2 separate regions of the Arachis hypogaea genome follow, and region 1 is linked to region 2. The links are chromatin contacts, called in public Hi-C maps. All regions are on one chromosome and are shown on one strand. The core of a region is the stretch at or near the end of the contact, and the rest is flanking DNA. Distances in the headings are between cores, read along the strand shown. Region 1 overlaps LOC112750278 (a long non-coding RNA gene). Region 2 holds the start of LOC112750279 (probable plastidic glucose transporter 1).

The links. A called contact is a pair of places that touch in the nucleus more often than the background predicts.
Region 1: a Hi-C map of leaf shows a contact between it and region 2, with 2.0 times the contacts expected there. The contact joins the enhancer-like site here to the promoter of LOC112750279 in region 2. A contact is called at or near these places in 2 of 8 Hi-C or Micro-C datasets (both in leaf).

What each region holds. Positions count from the first base shown.
Region 1 is chr15:75,438,117-75,441,284 of arahy.Tifrunner.gnm2.J5K5, reverse strand. LOC112750278 (a long non-coding RNA gene) reads left to right here. Exons shown (of 10, transcript XR_003175599.3): 8 at 396-453; 9 at 606-768; 10 at 861-1,103. Among protein-coding and RNA genes, the nearest start is that of LOC112750277, 6.1 kb to the left of the region's middle. Within about 2 kb of position 1,309, at least 2 of the 3 cell types and tissues checked have open chromatin away from gene starts, as enhancers often do.
Region 2 is chr15:75,396,959-75,400,061 of arahy.Tifrunner.gnm2.J5K5, reverse strand. It overlaps LOC112750279 (probable plastidic glucose transporter 1), which reads right to left and starts at 1,506. Exons shown (of 11, transcript XM_072216375.1): 1 at 1,103-1,506; 2 at 878-1,010; 3 at 54-254. The coding sequence starts at 1,289.

The sequences.
Region 1 (3,168 bases), core at 60-2,559, 41 kb before region 2:
GTATCACCTACAGAAGATTTATCTTCAAGCTGCTATTTTGATATGAAATGCTAAGAAGTTCTTCTAGATATTGAACTCCCAATTAAAACTAATAGTCATCGTATTAGAAGCTTATGTGTTATAGATTATTTTAAGAAAACTTTATGTTAATTTAAAATCATTTGCTATACTTGAAAATTGACGTATTATATTTGTTCAAATATACAAAAACAAAATATTTTTTAATTACATGCTTATTGATGTCTGATTGCAGTGAAATTTGATATAGATGATCTTTAATATATGTTATTATGATTCATTAGTGAATTGATAAAAAAATATATGTCCTATAAAAATTTATGAGCTATATAAATTTACTTAAACTAGTACCAATGTCATTCATTGATCATATACAGATGAGATTAATCAAATACAGTCAATTTATTGCTATGGGAGAAATGAAATCAGAGCAAGGTGAAGACATTTATATTTTATAAGTTAAAAATTTTATGAACGAAATTGAACTTTTACCAAATTGTTAACTTTGTGAAATTAAAAATATGGATCATGATTATGAAATTGTTGTTTATCTTCCCCTCTGGATTTTCATGAGATACTTGTGTCAGGTTTAATGTTGCTATGTATGTGCTCATGCATACAAAGAAAGTGGGACTACTTTGGAAGCAGAGTTTACAGGAACTTTGCCAAAAGAACGCATGTAGAAGTGTTAAGGCATTATTTGGAGAACAAATTCTGGTCACTACGTTGTTTGGTTCACACTATCACAATGTTGGTTTGCTATTTGCAATGTTTCATACTTTAAATGTTCAAAAAATATAGAAGTAATAAGAGTCTAACACTCTGCTTATGATATTTTCCAGGGGCTAATGGCTTTGGTCAACTAGGTGATAGAACCGAGGAGCGAAGGAAATATCTAAAGAAAATGAAGCCATTAGAGTCAATTTGTAAAATCTGTGTCTTGTATAATTCTTAATTCTCTTCTTAGAAATTCATTTTTGTTAATGTTTGTAAATTTCATGTATGCAAGCGTTGCATGTACATAGATGACATTGTTGTAGGCTTTTACCCAGTATTGAATGTAGGAACATAAATTTGAGTGTTCACATGTAGGCTTTTACCAGATTTTTTTTTTTTAAAATTTGATTTAGCTATAACCACGCTTTAAAAGCGTGGCAATAGGTTCATATCTAGGCACATGACTTAAAAAGCGTGGCTACATCTCGTTATTGGCACGCTTTAAAAGCGTGGCCATATGTTTCGCTATTGGTACGCTTTAAAAGCGTAGTCATTTCTCTCTCTATTGGCACGCTTTGAAAGCGTATTCGTATCATGCTGTTGGCACGCTTTGAAAGCGTAGCCATATCTGGCGCGAGATATGGCTACGCTTAAGCGTTGCGATCTTTAAAAGCATGGCAATAGGTCACCAAAAGTGTGGCGATAGAGCAATTGGCATGCTCGCGGATGTGACCCTTTCAAAAGCGTACCAATAGCTCAAAAAGCGTGGCGAGAAGCTATCGGTACGTTTTTAAGCACTTTTTGGCACACTTTAAAAGTATGGCAGAAAGCTTATTTTCTTGTAGTGTAAGGACAAAAGCTAATAAAAAATAAAGAAAAACAAACTCCTAGAACTAGCAAAAGCAAACAAACAATCAAAAATAAGTTATTCACAATATTCACACATAAACAATAACCAATAACAAGCACACATTGCAACTTCCCGACAATGGCACCAAAAACTTGATGTCAGCTAATCGTCGGTCTAGAATTTTTCAAAAGAATTTCGTTCCAAGCATAGTTGATGCATGTACATCATTAGTAGTTTTCCTTGTTAATTTCAGTTATATTTTAATAGTCTTTGATTTTTTTAGCTATAAACTCATAGATTAAAAAAGAATGTGTTTAATGCTTTGGATAATGTGTTTTAGGAGATTTTTGAAGATGGACTAAGCAAAACAAGACCAAAAAGAACAAAAAGCCTAAAGACACACTTTCAATCAGAGAGGACACTTTGGAAAAGAATACATTATGAAGGGACACACTTTGGAAAGCCAAGGAATGAAGAAAGAGCCCCTGGAAGCTTTGTCGTGCAATGTAAGAGAAGTGGTGTGCAATGGCAGTCGTTCGTACGCATCACTTCATGTGAATGCACAGATGTTACAATCAGAGACAAGCCTGCACACACATAATGTATGTATACGCATGATGTGATGAATCGAGAAGACCGTGCGTACGCATCACTTCACGCGTACGCACGACTGTGCTATCTACACAAGTATGCGTACAGACCTCCTCCTGCATACCCATAAACGTAGTTTGGCGTCTAGTGCAAAATTCGAATACCACAAACTAACTGGCAAGTGCATCGGATCGTACCAAGTAATACCTCAGGTGAGTGAGGGTCGATCCCACGAGGATTGATGGATCAAGCAACAATGGTTGAGTGATTTACTTAGTCAAACAAGCAAAAAGGAGTGTTTTGAGTTCAAATTTCACTAAACAGTAATAAGAGAAATTAAGAAAGAAAACAGTAAACTAATTATGAAAATTATATGAGAAAATAGTTAAGGTTTTGGAGATGTTCATATTTCAGAATTAACAATTCTTATTAACCACTTTGATTATGTAAAGATTCAATTCATAGCAAACTTTAAGTGATTAGATTCCAATTCCTTGGTAATTTAATCCTCCTCTAACTCAATCAACCGCCAATTTCTTGGTCAGTTAATCTAATTAGAGGATTTAGGTTCAAATCCTAGTTTACAAGCCACATAAAACCCTAATAATCCAAAGATGATATGATTATATGTCACGTATCACATTAAGTTCAGATAGTTAGAGAATTATGAGAATTCAGTTTTAACCTGTTATTCAGGTGAGATAACTTTTCCAAAATTCAACAAGAATTCAAGTTAGAGAAGAGTTATTTTCCAATATACTCTAATCTGTAAGATGAAGAACGAAACTAATTCTTGAAGGTAAATCAATGTATAAAATAGAATTAGAAAATAATAGTCATTAATCCATCCAAATAAATAGAACTCCTAACCCTAATAATGGTGCTTTAGTTGCTCATGGTGTGAAAATCCTAGCAGAGAAAAGTGTAAAGTCCAAAAGAGGAGAAGAAGAAGAATAGGTAAGAATATTTTCTCCTTTTATATCTAATCCTAA
Region 2 (3,103 bases), core at 257-2,756:
CAAGAATAAACAGATGCTGCAGTTAAATTTCATGAACCATGTTATTATGTTACCTTGTTATAGCCCCAAGAATTAAGGGTATGGTATCAATCTGAAATGTGAGCCGACAACCAAGTTTATCTGCCAAAGGACCAGCACTTAAGCTCCCAATAAATGCACCAGCAATAAAAATACTGACAACAAGTCCCTCAAGAAATGAGTTTCCATCAAAGCCAAGCTCTCGAGCAACAGAAACAATAGGGCCATTCATTACTCTGCAAAACATGTGATTTTTATTAATTCATATATAGCTAGAACCAAAAAAAAAAAAAAAAAACCTAAATCATTGCATATTTCTTAAAAGTCAAATTTACTTGTGCTATGGTATATCAGATCAAGAATCACAGATAATGGAACACAATATTGGGTTTCACTTTACAAGATCAAGGAGAAATACTGCACCTACCCTATCGAACTTAGTCTTCAACTATAACAATTTTAAGCCTTTAATCTCATTCTGTTATTCTAAATATATTGAAGTACACCCAATCCATGAATTGTCATCTTATTAAGAGAACACATCTCATATATCATAGTAAAATTCTTTTAAATGATATAACAAAACTTAATGAAACAATAACTTAGAAACTTTGAATACCAACATTTGACCAAATTAAACCGCTTTATTTATAAGTTAAAATCTTGATTATTAGATCCTATGTCATGTAACTATCACTTCAACACTACCGAAACAGTTATACCTCAATTCCCGAACAGAAAAGAACAGCAACTTTCAGTTTCACACAGCTATTGTGAAACTTCTTCTCCCTCTACCAACACCTAACTTAGTAGAAAATAATTAGAAGTTAAAAGCAGAGAATTATGAAGAGAAACTGACCCAATATGATACCCAAATATAAAATTGGACATGGAAGCAACGAGAACATGAGGAAAAGCAGGCAACCACCCGTAATCAAATCCCCCGCCGCCACCCCTTTTATTATCAGATGAAGAAAGCTTTCTACCTTCATCTGCAGCATTAGTATTTTGAAGCTCAGCAAACAGATACAATATAATAATCTCACAGGGGAAAGGAGAAAAAAAAGAAACAAAATTTCAAGACCTTCGGGAGTAGTTGCGGAATCCGGCAACTGATCCTTGAGGGCAGAAACTCTGAGTCTGGGTCTGGAATGACCAAACGAGCATTTGAGGGCACCATAATGAAGCTTTTGCGTTCTTTTTGCTTTAGGCAAGTAAAGGTTTGGAATGGAAACAGGAGCAGAAACGATCGCTGCTGAAACGGGCCACATTGGATATCGTCTAAACACCACAGCTTTTTTTTTTTTATTACCACCCGACCACACGTTCGAATTCTTCTCTTTTATTTTTTATTTTTTTGGTGACTACTGACTAGGTTGGATTCTTTCGTTCATGATCAATATACTGAAGGCTTGGTTCTAGGGATGTCAAAAATCCCCAGGAGGCGGGGATCTCCGCGGGACTACTTCGAATGGGGTTTCGTTAGTGGAAAATTTTTTCTGATAGGGATGGAGAGTAAAATTTGTCTGAGACAGGCGCGGAGACTCGAGTGAGGATCTCCGCTCCATCCCCGATAATTTTTCGAATGTTTAAAATTTCTTAAATAACCTTACTTTATTTTTAATATAGGTGGATTTTTTAGTAATTTTACCAATTAAAAAAATCCTAATCCTATTATTCAGTCTTCTCTACTCACTGTGTTGTATAATTTTGATTTTCTCTCCTTTTATGTATCTAAAGCAATTAGACATATAGGATTTATAATTTTAAAATAGTTAGGGTTTGATTTTGAAATAATTGCTTGATTTTCTCTCCTTCTATGTATCTAAAGCAATTATGATTTCTCTTGCTAAGTATGCTAACCATCAAAGAATACTTGATGTTAAAGACCATATCTTATTGCTTTTTTTTTAGAATGAAAGTTGTATTTTAAGATTTTATTTTATGGATTATAATTTGTTATGTTGTATTTCTGGACTTATAATCTTGGATAAGATTTTTTTTTTTTGGTTTGCACCAGGGTATCCATCAGGCCGGAAGCCCAATGACTAATCCCTCGGGTACTGCAGAGGCACACAAAGTGGGCGACCCTCCCAAACAAGCAAGCTCCATTCCCATCCTCCAGTGAGTATCGAACCCGGGAGAGATGGTTAAGGGACACAGACCCTCATCCATCTGTGCCAACTTGCGTTGGTATAATCTTGGATAAGATATGTTTGTGTGTTTGTAATAGTATTTTGTAGTTTATTTTTTTTTTTTTGATATTTTTTACTATAATTTTCATATGAATGTTAAATATAAGGGGATGAGAATGGAGCCCCACGGAAAACATGGGGAACGCGGAGAATGGGGATGGGGACAATTATTCTCCTATGGTGGATCGGGGCGGGGATGGGGATTAATTTTGGGGGCGGGGACGAGGAGATCCCTGCTCCCCGTCCCCACCCCATTGACATCCCTACTTAGTTCAGTGGTTGGATATGTTTTTAAGAACAACAATTTTTTTTTATTTTTTAAAAGATTTTATAAGAAAGTAACAATAAATTTATATTTAAATATTTTTTATTATTATGTAAAAACTATTTTTTTAAGAAAAAAGATGTAAATTGTAGTTTTTTATAAAAAAATTATTTTTTTAGTGTTTTTATTTTTATTACTAGAAATTTATCAAATACGCTAAAAAATAAAAGGGTCATGCTACACATCCATGTAATTTTGTATCCAAATCCATCTAAGTTGGCCCAACACAAAAAAACTTAATACTATTAAATGAAACGTGAAATACACGCGCCTAACACATACGAAACGACCGCTCTTGCCCAATGCTTCTTCTCTTCTTCTTCTTCTCTTCTCTCCCGCTCTTCTTTTTCTTCTTCTTCTTCTCACACTCGTTTACGCACGGAGCATCCTCTTCTTCTTCGCCTTCTTTTTCGCGTTCCTCCTCCTCCTCCTCATTCTCCTCCTTATTTTTTACGTTCCTTCTTCTTCACGTATTTTCTCCTTATCGTCATTCTTTTGTTGTTGTTACTACTGTATTTTTTTTGTCTTTTCCTCATTCTCTCTCGGGTGAAGAAGTAGTAGAAGG